2 separate regions of the Gasterosteus aculeatus genome follow, and region 1 is linked to region 2. Evidence: chromatin contacts called from public Hi-C data. All regions are on one chromosome and are shown on one strand. Each heading gives the region's core, a stretch centred on a gene start, on an enhancer-like site or on the middle of the called end of the contact. The rest is flanking DNA. Distances are from core to core; before and after follow the strand shown. Region 1 holds the start of LOC120807654 (F-box only protein 30). Region 2 overlaps adgb (androglobin).

Region 1 (5,029 bases), core at 1,882-4,381, 63 kb before region 2:
ACCATTGAGACCGGCGTGAATGTCGCCGTGGACATTTGTGAAATGGGAAGAAAACTGGTCCCGACGCAGCGACTGGCCACAGACGAAAGGGAACATGTGCTGGTAGCGGGGGTTGGGAGGGAGGTAGCGGTTGTGCGGGACGGCGTCCACCTCCGGCGCCTCCAGGACGAGGCCGAGGCGGAGGGTGCGGAAGGGGCTCGGATAGGAGAGCTGCGGGGCAGCGTGGTCGCAGGCGGATGCGGAGGCGATTTCACCCACTCTGGTGCTGGTCACCAAGATGGCCGCAGGGAAAGTGAACGTCTGCGTTCCGAAGCCAACGCGGTAGCCGTCGACGTAGACCGTGTCAGAGATCCTCCTGCACTCTCTGGACTCCTCCAAACAGAAGAGCAGCGCTGCTGTGATCAGATCGACCTCCCCCAGACCCATGGGGTCGTCAACCTGTTCCAGATCCGAGGTGTCTACTGCCTTGTCCTCCGTTTTGGGTCGAGGTCGACACCTCGACCTGTCCGGGATGAAACCTACGCGTCCGTTAGGTAGTGAACATTGGCCCTGGTCCCTAAAAAAATGGTGGTTGTCCAACTTTCGCTCAGGCCCGTGGTTCCCTAAAAGTCTCCCAGGTCCCAGGACCACATGAGCGGCCTTCCGTGCCCCCCCCCGGCTGACATGCAGTGGAGATGCCATTGGGGGCGTGGCTGGTTCCTGGGAAACTCCAGCGTCCATGTCATCGTTCACCTCGGCCACACAGGCCTCCCTTCCTCCCGAAAGTGGTCCATTTGTTGTCTCTACAATCTTTAGATCTGTTCCCATCGCAGCCCCAGTTCCTCTCAAACAGCCGGAGCAAACGCTTTGCTCCGCCGTCTCTTTTTCATTCAGACCGTCGGAGAGCGCTTTTACGTCGGGTCCGTTCTTAACGTCTCCATAGTTGCTCGATCCACTCTCGATCCAGTCTTTGCTGCTGTTGGTAGCGTTCGCGCTGCTAACAAAGTCCAAAGCAGCAACTAAGCTTCTCGCAGTCTCCACTGTGGCCTGGTAGAGTTCACCGAAGTGCTCCTCGTTCAAGCCATTGATGCCACTGGCAATTCGCTCCTTTGCGGAGGCGTGTGGCGGAGGTCGCGGCAGACGTGAGGACGGCGACTGCGTGGGTGACTCCGTAGCGGTGGAGGCCTCCGGCGCGGATGCAAGGAAAGCCGAGTCCGTCGCACTCACGCCCTTACTAACCGGGACGAGAGGCTCTCCTTCTGCAGTCGGCGCCATGGTGATCACCTTGAGGGACTCGAGTAGCGTACGCTGGTCCTGTAGAGCAAGTGCCATATCTAACTGCTCCACCTCCTCCACCCCACGGCTCAGGCTCTCATAGGAAGTATAGTCCAGGCAGCTAACGGGCCATCTGTTCCACTCCATTGTGCAGCACACAACTCCGGCTGGACACACTTCGAGGTGTGCATACATTTGGTTGCGAACAAGGGTGGCAGGGCAGCCGTAGCCACAGTTTAGGCAGGGGACCCTCATCAGTGCGCACATGAGGTGGTGCTCATCAACTTTGCAGGAGTGAAATACAGCCCCACACAGCAGGGGACAGGCGATAAGATCACAAGAAATGCCCAGTTGAGGTCTGACCTGGCATCTCAGATTAACGCAGGACATACAGTGAACGTGGTCCTCCTCCATCTTCGGACCTCAAGGAGTGTAACAGAGGGGGGAAAATACACTGCCCTGCCGAATAAGATGAAAGAGAAATAATATCAGTGTATTAAAAAATGAGATAAGTAAATTAACAAACAAACTAACAGACTTTGAGGTGCATCCCCTCTGACTCTGTGAGAGTTTGGTTCTGTCCCACGGTCATCGTGAAGTGTTTGAGGGTCTGGCAGACATTTTTTGCGTGAGTCAATATTAGATGCTGACTTCGCCCAAGGGGATTACCCACACGTCGTCGCAGTGTGACGTTAAAATGAGATAACCGGTGAAAGCACGGGGATTAAATAAAAACATGAAATCAGACATTTTTACTCATTTATTCATCAAATATTGAATTTTGTCATTGAAGCTATTTTGACGAAATGCATTAACATTTATTTATCTTCGTTATATAAGGAAGGAAATCAAATCAGAGTAAAAGGGGTGAAATAAATACCCTCAATTGTAAATCTTTTTATTTTCCGTTGTCAGGTGCGACGTGACAAGTTGCCGCCCTTCATATTTACACCATTTCACCATTTACCAGGTCCAAACCTTCCCTTTCTTACAATACAGAGTCCTGAGACGGTCTCAAAATGACATCAGAAAACTAAATCGTAATGTTGTTTGGTACTGAGTCCTGAAAACGAGATAAATTGACAGTTTGAGGACGCTGAAGAGACTGTTTGATTGACGTCTGATTGTGTACTCGTTGGTTCCCTTTAGTTAGTGTGAAATGGAAAAGCAGGACCTCTCACAGACCAACCGCAAAGACTGAAGTGCAATAAATATGATAAATATAACGTAAATACCAGAGTTGAACAGCAGGAGTCGGGAGTATCCGAAGAACTGTGGCAGACCCCAAGGCCCCTGTTTGGTTTTAATAAAGTAACGTGGAACGTGGTGGTGTTCAACGTTGGATAAATGTATGTTTACTGAGAAAGTCAACGTTCTGCAGCCGTGGCTGCACGTTTGTGACGCTATGAATAGTTTCTGGGTGACTTATGAACGCATCTTGTAATCATACAGTTGTGGTTTGATGCACACAGCAGTGTAACAAAGGGACCCCCAGACGACACGACCAGCTTTAGCTGTTGTGCAGACATGTTTTATATATACATATAATAGTGCACGCCACTTTTATTTTGCTGTCAAATCGACCCGTTTTTTTTCTTTTTTTCTTTGGAACAATGGCAGGATGCACGGACCGGCTAATGTTTGCCAACAACAGCTAAGTTAGCTAACTCGGAAGTTCACGAAAAGCTAACTTAGCATGATAATGTAGCGTTAGCACGCAGGTAGCTTCTCACCTTTACGTTGTGTTGATAAGATTGGGTTTGGCTATTATATCTAAATACAATTTGCTGTTACTGTAGCTAAATTACCTCTGTTGGGAAAGTGCTAATGTTAGCTAACTACAGTCCTTGTTGCTCAGCCTCTTTTTTTCTGTTCAAAACTTTATTGGCTGAATTGTCGCCATAACGTTACATCAATATGTATTATTACATTACAAGGGCTGAAAAACGAAAGGAACAGGAAATTAAAAAATAGAATAAAATTATTACGTATGATAGTTACACTTACCTAAGTGTGACTGTTCTCATAAATAAGCAAAAAAGTAAAGTCTGGAAGTTTAACATTTTTTAGTTTATGTAATCATATTTGAATTATATTCATATATATTATATACATACTCCAATCCGTCTTTTTTTTACCTTTTTATTTAACATTATGATTTAATGCTAAATTTAATTTATTTGAATATTTAATTGACATATATAGTGTTATGAAAATCCAATATACAAATCCGACAAAAATACATTTTGTAAAATAGGTTGTTGTATTAAACATTTATCTTGTATATAATGATTACTATATTTGAAATCAGCAACATCTACATCCATACATTAATTTAAATGTAGCCATCTAAAATAGAGAACCCTTACAAACTCCACAGATGCCCGCAACGACCAGTAACCAACAGCCGAGGTCACTGCTGTACTAGTTTTGCCACCTGGCCCACCGATTGGTAACGGTCAGATTCGTAAATCCTCTGAGTTAACTGAAAGACACGCCGCGTTTTGAGGTCTGGGTAACGGACAAAACATCACCCCTGGAGCAGGAGGGGCTGACTCATGCACACAAATCTGCGGGACAGCGCTTGCAGTGCTGAATACACTTGTCATGGGGTGTTATAAACCCAGTTATTGGGGCCATCATAATTTAAATGATATAAAATGTAAATACATAAAAAGATACTAATTTGCAATTTATTCTCCAATTAAATCCTTAAACTGTCAATGTCATTATTATTATTATTATTTTGTATTTAATGCTTTGTGGGATCAGCATACTGTATATTGGATTACTGATGAATTGAAGAACAACGTCATGCACTTGAGTTTTACAGATTCACATGAGGTTTACTTGTATATTATGCACAGTGCCGATGCAACCCAAGCCATGATACACAAGGGTGATGAGGATGAAGATTGGGTGGATAGATTTAACACCGCTAACTGAGCTGTGAGCTTCTCGGGATTAATATCCGTGCAATTTTTTTAAGCTTAACGTTGCATTTTAGACTCCAAACCAAGATTTGTTTAATTATATTTGCCTGCTGTCTGTAAACTGTCACATGTTAAAATGCTATCAATTCCACGTCGAAAAAAATATTTGCACCAAGGGATTCCCTTGAGTTGCAAGAAGCCAGGCAATCAAAGACGGTTTGTCGAGAGATTGATTAAGGTTAATGTTTTTATTAATTTTAACAGAAATGTATGTTTGGATCGTCCCATTTTGACAATGAGGAACCGCAAAAGGTCATAATGAGGTAAGATATTTATTCCTTTTAACTGATATCATACATTTAATTTTAATAAAGAAGTATTATAATATATAAATAAGTCTTTATTGACTAATGATACATCATCGAAAGGATAACAGCCTATGCGCTCAGACCTCGGGTCTTAACTGGATGGGCTACGTGGTCAACCCACGCAGGCTGCTGTCCTAGAATAAACAGAGCACCGCCGTTGCCCTCTGCCCTGAAGTGTTGCTGCAGAATCCAAGTAGTCCCCTCCTTCTCAAGCATGTCACTTTAATTCAGGTTCAATAGCAGATGCTCGCTCCCGAAGCCCATGGCACCAGCAGTTGCGGTGTCATAGCGACTCTAATAAGTTTTTTCCTGATTTATACCGCCTGGCATGAGTCACGACAAGAGCCTACCAAGTAAACTGCATGTCCCTTGGGTGCTTTACGTGTCTTTGCGTAGGACAATGTGCAGGGTGAAGATTAACCATTAGGACTCAGTCAATGTTTTTATCACTAAGGGACGGTGTTGTTTCAGAAG
Region 2 (5,730 bases), core at 1,291-3,790:
CACACATGCATTCTTGCAAAGACAACATTTGCAATAGTAGAGCAGCAGATCCTCTTGGGGAGGTTTTTGGAGCTTTTGTTGGTACTGTCTGACTTATCAGTGGTTGTCAGGGAGCCGAGATGACGAGTCACTTGAATTATTTGAGAACCACCTATCTAACAAACCTGTAGTCTGATAATAAAATCCAATGGGATTCATTTGTGTGACTGTGGTGGCACCAGCAACACATCTGGAGTACAGCCTCAGACATTTGATCATTGTATTGGTCATTTTGGGTGGGTTGAGCCTTTGTTGACCCACAACAGACATATTGATGCCCACTTAGTAATGCTATTTCAATGGAACAGGCTCCTTTATTGTAATTTGTGTTGCACTTAACTACACATGTAAACACGAGATTCCAATGTGGCCTTTATAGCAGAGATTAAGTTATCGGAAGTCTTAACAACACGAAAACCTGAATTATCATGCTCTGTAACAACCCCAGGCATCACACCAGACGATGTAATACAGCCTAGTTTTTCTACAACCTCCTGCTCTATTCGTACGAATGCTGTCTTTTCTTGTTTAGCGAAAATGAATGTGGGACTTGCCACCTCCGATATAAGCTCGGCTAACACGCCCTCTGCCTCCTCTCATCCGTTGAGCCAAGCGTTTCCTTCTGTCAAAGAGCACAGCAACGTGCAGTTCTTTTGAATCCTCCCCGCTAGTGCAGTTTTCAGCTGAAAGTCAACAAAACAGCATCCACCTCATGTTGGTTGTGCTTTTATGGCGATGCATGCCAAATGCATCATGCTGCCTGTTTGTTTCTGTTAGTAGTGTAGTGTCTTGCATGAGTGTTGTACACTGACTTTGCTCGTACGTGTCCCACAGGTCCATAAGTATGTGGTGCAGACAGAGGTGCTTTATAAGACCTGGGATCTGGATCAGTCTCAGCTGGCTTTCGTCCGCACGCTCAGAGACTTGGAGGCGAACGAAATGAGAGGTACAGACTCACCTGCACCGCGCGCAAAACCCAACATTCAAACAGTCAACCACAGCCGAGGGACAGGCGGGAAGGAGCTTGGGGTCTTTCATTCGGTCCCCTTGAAAACGTATAATCGTGTCGATTTAGTAAAGTGACATGAATCGTGGTCTGAGCATCCAAGCGATGCTTCTGAGTAGATCTTCTAATATTTCCCTCATGTTTATTGCTCCGCCCGTGGCTCGTCTTGTGTTCAGTGTGATGTATACGGCTGATACACAGTGGGCAGTGTGTCAGGGGCCAAGCAGATGCTGTCTGTTGTCTTTGCTGCTACTCGCCAGGGGCCTGTTAATCACGAGCCGAACGGGAGCCAAACGAATACAGCTGCCTTCGCAGATCAGCCTGTGATATCTCGTGCCCACTGGTCGTTGGCTGAGGCGGAAATCCCAGTCCTCCGTCAACCGACTCTCCCGCTTCTTTAATCGCGCTGCACAAACTGCGTCGATCGTAAAATCGGGGCTTTGAAATCTACAGACGCCCCGTGAAAAATTCAGAGGGGGATGAATTAATTGCGACACGGTTGAACGTCGACGTGAAAAAGAGCCGCTGGATGGGTGACAATTTGCACGAATTGCCTGAAGAGAAAAGGCCAGCCTCGTTCTCTTCTCCTCTCTCTGTCTCTGCGTGGGAGGAATCCCTCAACCACAAATACGGTGATCAGAAGTATTTTGACGACAGAGGAAGTCAAAGCCTGTGTTTACATGCATTATAGTAATGATACAGTAATGATTTCGTGCAGCTCAGATACGCTGTGTGTTCTTCTCGTCTTCAGCGTGTGCTTTCTCTTCATGTATAAATGATAGCATTTAACGTTTGCGCGGGTTTCTCCGCATGTATACACGTGGGCCCGTGTCCGCACAAACCTCCCGTGGGTTCTCCGATAGGCCCGAGAAAGTGGGTCAATGGGAAGTCAAATGAAGTTGGCTCTTGCCCCCACGTGGTGCCCTGGGAAATATCTTAGCAGGAAAGTGAATTAATTTCGCCGAGTTTAACTCGGTCTCAGTGGTGAGGCTGTGCCCTTGATCATGGTCCCTACATGCTACATGGATACACGACATGCCAAGCTTTGACAGCGTTTAAACCAGCTGTTTAACCAGCTGCTGTCAAAATATTGAACTGCGCATGTTTAATGAATGCATAAACACCATCTCTGCTTTAGACCCCAGTGCATAGTGAGCAGTCAAGCTGTGAGTGCAGCGTTTTCCTTCTCAAAACAATGGTACTTTTTGGCTCTTAGTAAAAGGAAAAAGAAATAGATTCTATTTAAGTTTAGCAAGCTGAAAATCTGTTTTTTTTAATACGAATATAAGCCTGAAATTACAGCACTGATTGATCTGATTTGAACATTCAATATGTGTATGCAACACCAAATCTGTTCAGGCAGAATGGCAGCTTGTCAGTTAAACGATGGATTATTGTGCCTTTTCTATTTTTATTTTATGTATTTTATCTGAGCGAGACTCATTTAATGCTTCGACTAGACTGGGGATCGTGTTCACTTCAGCTATAAAGTGCAACAGTGCCATCTGGCACACGTTTGACCACACAACACCTGAATGTCACCCTCCCACATCGGAGGAGCTTTGATTACGTTGATTAGAAACTGAACAGCATTATGAAGATCAATTCACCTCAATGGAAATATATATGTCTGTCGATATGAACGTTGTGCACACATCCAAATTAGTCGTGCTGTTTTAAGTAGTGAGCAAGTCTTGATCACATGTTGATAGTAACCAATCTAATCTCTGTTTGCACAACGCAGTACACAAGCCTCAGGAGTTAAACCGAGCATCGACCGCTGACTCGACAAGGCAAAAATCCGGCACACCCAAAGCCAACCGCAAAGGGGAAGGTATCAGGGTGAAGGGGAGGCCATCTTCCAACTTGAAATCTGGCTCCAAGCTGGAAATGGTAATACTTGGTAACACCACGACACTGTATGAACCAGCATTGTACAATTCTCAGTATGATAGACTTGGTTTAGTTGTCAAATCTTCTGTAAGTGCCTTTTATTTATTGCTTTGTACGTTTCAAACCCTCAAGTCAATGATTTTCAGAATAATGGTTCCCGTCAATACATTTCCATTTTGAATATTTTAGTTTTGGCATTGGCAGGTAGAGGACGGGATGAACTCTGCAATAACAGAAGTATGTTATTTACAGCAGCTGAACAGGACATACTGTATAATCCAGACTGACTGTGGCTCATTATGTATTGTGGTGTTGTGACCTCGTATGTGTTTGCGCTTCGTACGTGTGCGGCGTGTTTTTGTCCATGCGTGCTTTGTGGTTTTATTTGTGTGCGTCCATCTCTGTGCAGAGCCTTGACCTGACTAAGGCAAACTGGACTCTGCGTGTGGTCACTGACAAGAGCGAAGCGGAGAGCATCAGTATGACGAAGGACACGGAGCGGATGGACCAGATAAAAGCCATCAAAGAAGCCTGGGAAGCGGCTGAACCAGGACGCGGTGCTAAGGTCACCCGGAGGCTGTGATTGTAAATCAGCCGTTTACAATGTCATCGTCCGTAATAATGTGAATAATGTTTGGCTAATAACGTTCGACAAACGGTACAAATGTTCTGTGTTCCTTCAGGCTTTACAGTCTCGTCTCAAGTATCTCCGCAAGTTCCAACTTCCCGAGGGCGGCGCAGAAAGCACAGAGCCAGGTTCCCTTCTTCAGATACACACACCCACACATATATGCATACTTATTTGTGCAGTTTCTTTTTATTCATCACGTACAGTGTGGTGATGAGATTTTTGTGATTGTTTGACAGCTGATCCCAGATCTGATCCTGGCACGGCTCTCAGTCCATCCAACAACACAGTGACCATGGACTACAGTCCCTTCATCAGGTGCTTCGACCCACTTACACAATGTTTTATTATTATTAGACAGCACAAGTATATGATGCTGATGATGGTGAGTTTGCATCCGTTCCACCAGGATGTGATAGACTTGTATCAATGTTTACCTCCCTGTAGCAGACAGCCCGTTCAGCCCCAATCATATGTGTGCTTATAGAGGGCAGCAAGGGGGGAATAATGCATAAACAACAAAGGCAGCCTCATCCTCCCACTCTCTTTTCTGACAAGCTCTTTCAATTTTCCTGTAGAAATCCCTTTTCCCACACACTTGACTCTGGATTTTTTCTCGATTTGTGAGGCTGAATTAAGTTCCTCCGGGGGTTGTTGCGTATTCTCGGTGTGCAGACGTACCAGCAGTCGGGTTCATAAAGTGTCTGCAGGACATTATTGATGATTTCCTGTGTTTTTGACCTTTGCTCCCGTTGGTGCTGTGAATAGCAATGAATAGCAGCACATATAATGTGCACTTTGGCTCTCCTGAAAGGGCAATGCATGGACTCTAAATGGACAGTGATGTGTAATTAAACATAACTGGAGGCTAGGGAGAGAAAAAGACTAAACTTTTGTTTGAATAAATACATTAGCTTCCAGATGAAATGTGGATAAATCAAACAAAAGTACACAAGTCTTCACCAGCGTCGGGGAGATCTATGCAGAAGACCCATTTCTGGTTTTTACCATTCTGGGATACTAAACATAGCTCTGTAGTTATTAATAATATATTCTTTCTGCCAAGAGACCCTCATAAATGCTATACACTGTTCCTTTATTATACTATAAAGTATTCATGAAGGTTCGAGGAAACTATTTCAGGTTGTGGGAGATGATCAAAAAAGTGACCATCACACATTTTATTTATAGGTATGATAAGTTTATTACATATGTTGAAATCTTAACTAACTAACTAGCTCCTATCTTGACAACTTTGCGCCAGCAATGTTAATATTCAGGATGAAGCGTGAACGTTTCAAATGAAATGTCTTGAAAAGAGTTGGCCAACTTCCCTCACCATTTTCCACGGGAGAATCATGGATATTTTTCAAATCAATTCGCAGTGCAGACACACATGAGTTTCCTGCTTGTCAGCGCTCTGAAGGAAGGAGTCTCCCTCTGTTGTTCAGAGTCGTCTTCCGTTTCTCTCCCTCACACCCCTCCCTCCATCTCCTCACCTATCCCTCCCTCTCCGTGATGGATGAGATGATATTTGGCTCTGTTAATTAGATGGCTATTTCAGGACCCCAATGGGCTCGTCGCTCCAATGAGATGTGTCCCACTACCACCACGTCTCCACCCCTTTTCTCCGCTGTCGGGTGTTTCATTGTGTCCGGCTGCTGACGGTGTAGCTTCTTCTCCTGGCTGAGAGCGGGATCCCAAGGAGTAGTAGGAGATTAGGGGGGAGTCTTATTAGCCTGCAATACATCTTCCTCTCAAAGAGGTGCCCCACAGTGCAGGTGACAGATTCACAACCACGCACACACGTGCATTCTTTATGACGTCAGCACAAAGGTTTAACTCTATCATCACCTCCGCCGGCCTCGCTTCTTCGTCAAGGTCAACTCAAAAGAAAAAGGCAGCCGCGTATTTAGCAGTGATGATCCTTCTTTGAATTTATCCCCCTCAGAGAGTCGGGCCTGGCCATTTTTATTTTTCAAACTCATGTCGACTGCTCACTAATTCCTTCTACGTATGTCGCACACAGACACACAAACACAACAGTTACAACCGTAACCAAACAGGCTTCTCAGATATCAGTGTGGAAATACTTGGGATAAGACATGGGACTGTGCGTTGATCATTTCCTCTGCCTATCTCTGCATTCATCAGCCACTTTATT

What was found. Hi-C and Micro-C count contacts between places; a contact is called where the count stands out from the background.
Region 1: a contact with region 2 is called in a Hi-C map of skeletal muscle, with 5 times the contacts expected there. The contact joins the promoter of LOC120807654 here to the enhancer-like site in region 2. A contact is called at or near these places in 4 of 6 Hi-C or Micro-C datasets (skeletal muscle, tail fin and whole body).

What each region holds. Positions count from the first base shown.
Region 1 is chr18:12,930,937-12,935,965 of fGasAcu3.hap1.1, reverse strand. LOC120807654 (F-box only protein 30) reads right to left here and starts at 3,131. Exons shown (of 3, transcript XM_040159909.2): 1 at 2,988-3,131; 2 at 1-1,713. The coding sequence starts at 1,668.
Region 2 is chr18:12,866,986-12,872,715 of fGasAcu3.hap1.1, reverse strand. adgb (androglobin) reads left to right here. Exons shown (of 34, transcript XM_078093363.1): 28 at 874-985; 29 at 2,790-2,938; 30 at 3,348-3,503; 31 at 3,622-3,694; 32 at 3,806-3,884. Among protein-coding and RNA genes, the nearest start is that of stxbp5a, 12 kb to the right of the region's middle. Within about 2 kb of position 2,540, at least 1 of the 9 cell types and tissues checked has open chromatin away from gene starts, as enhancers often do.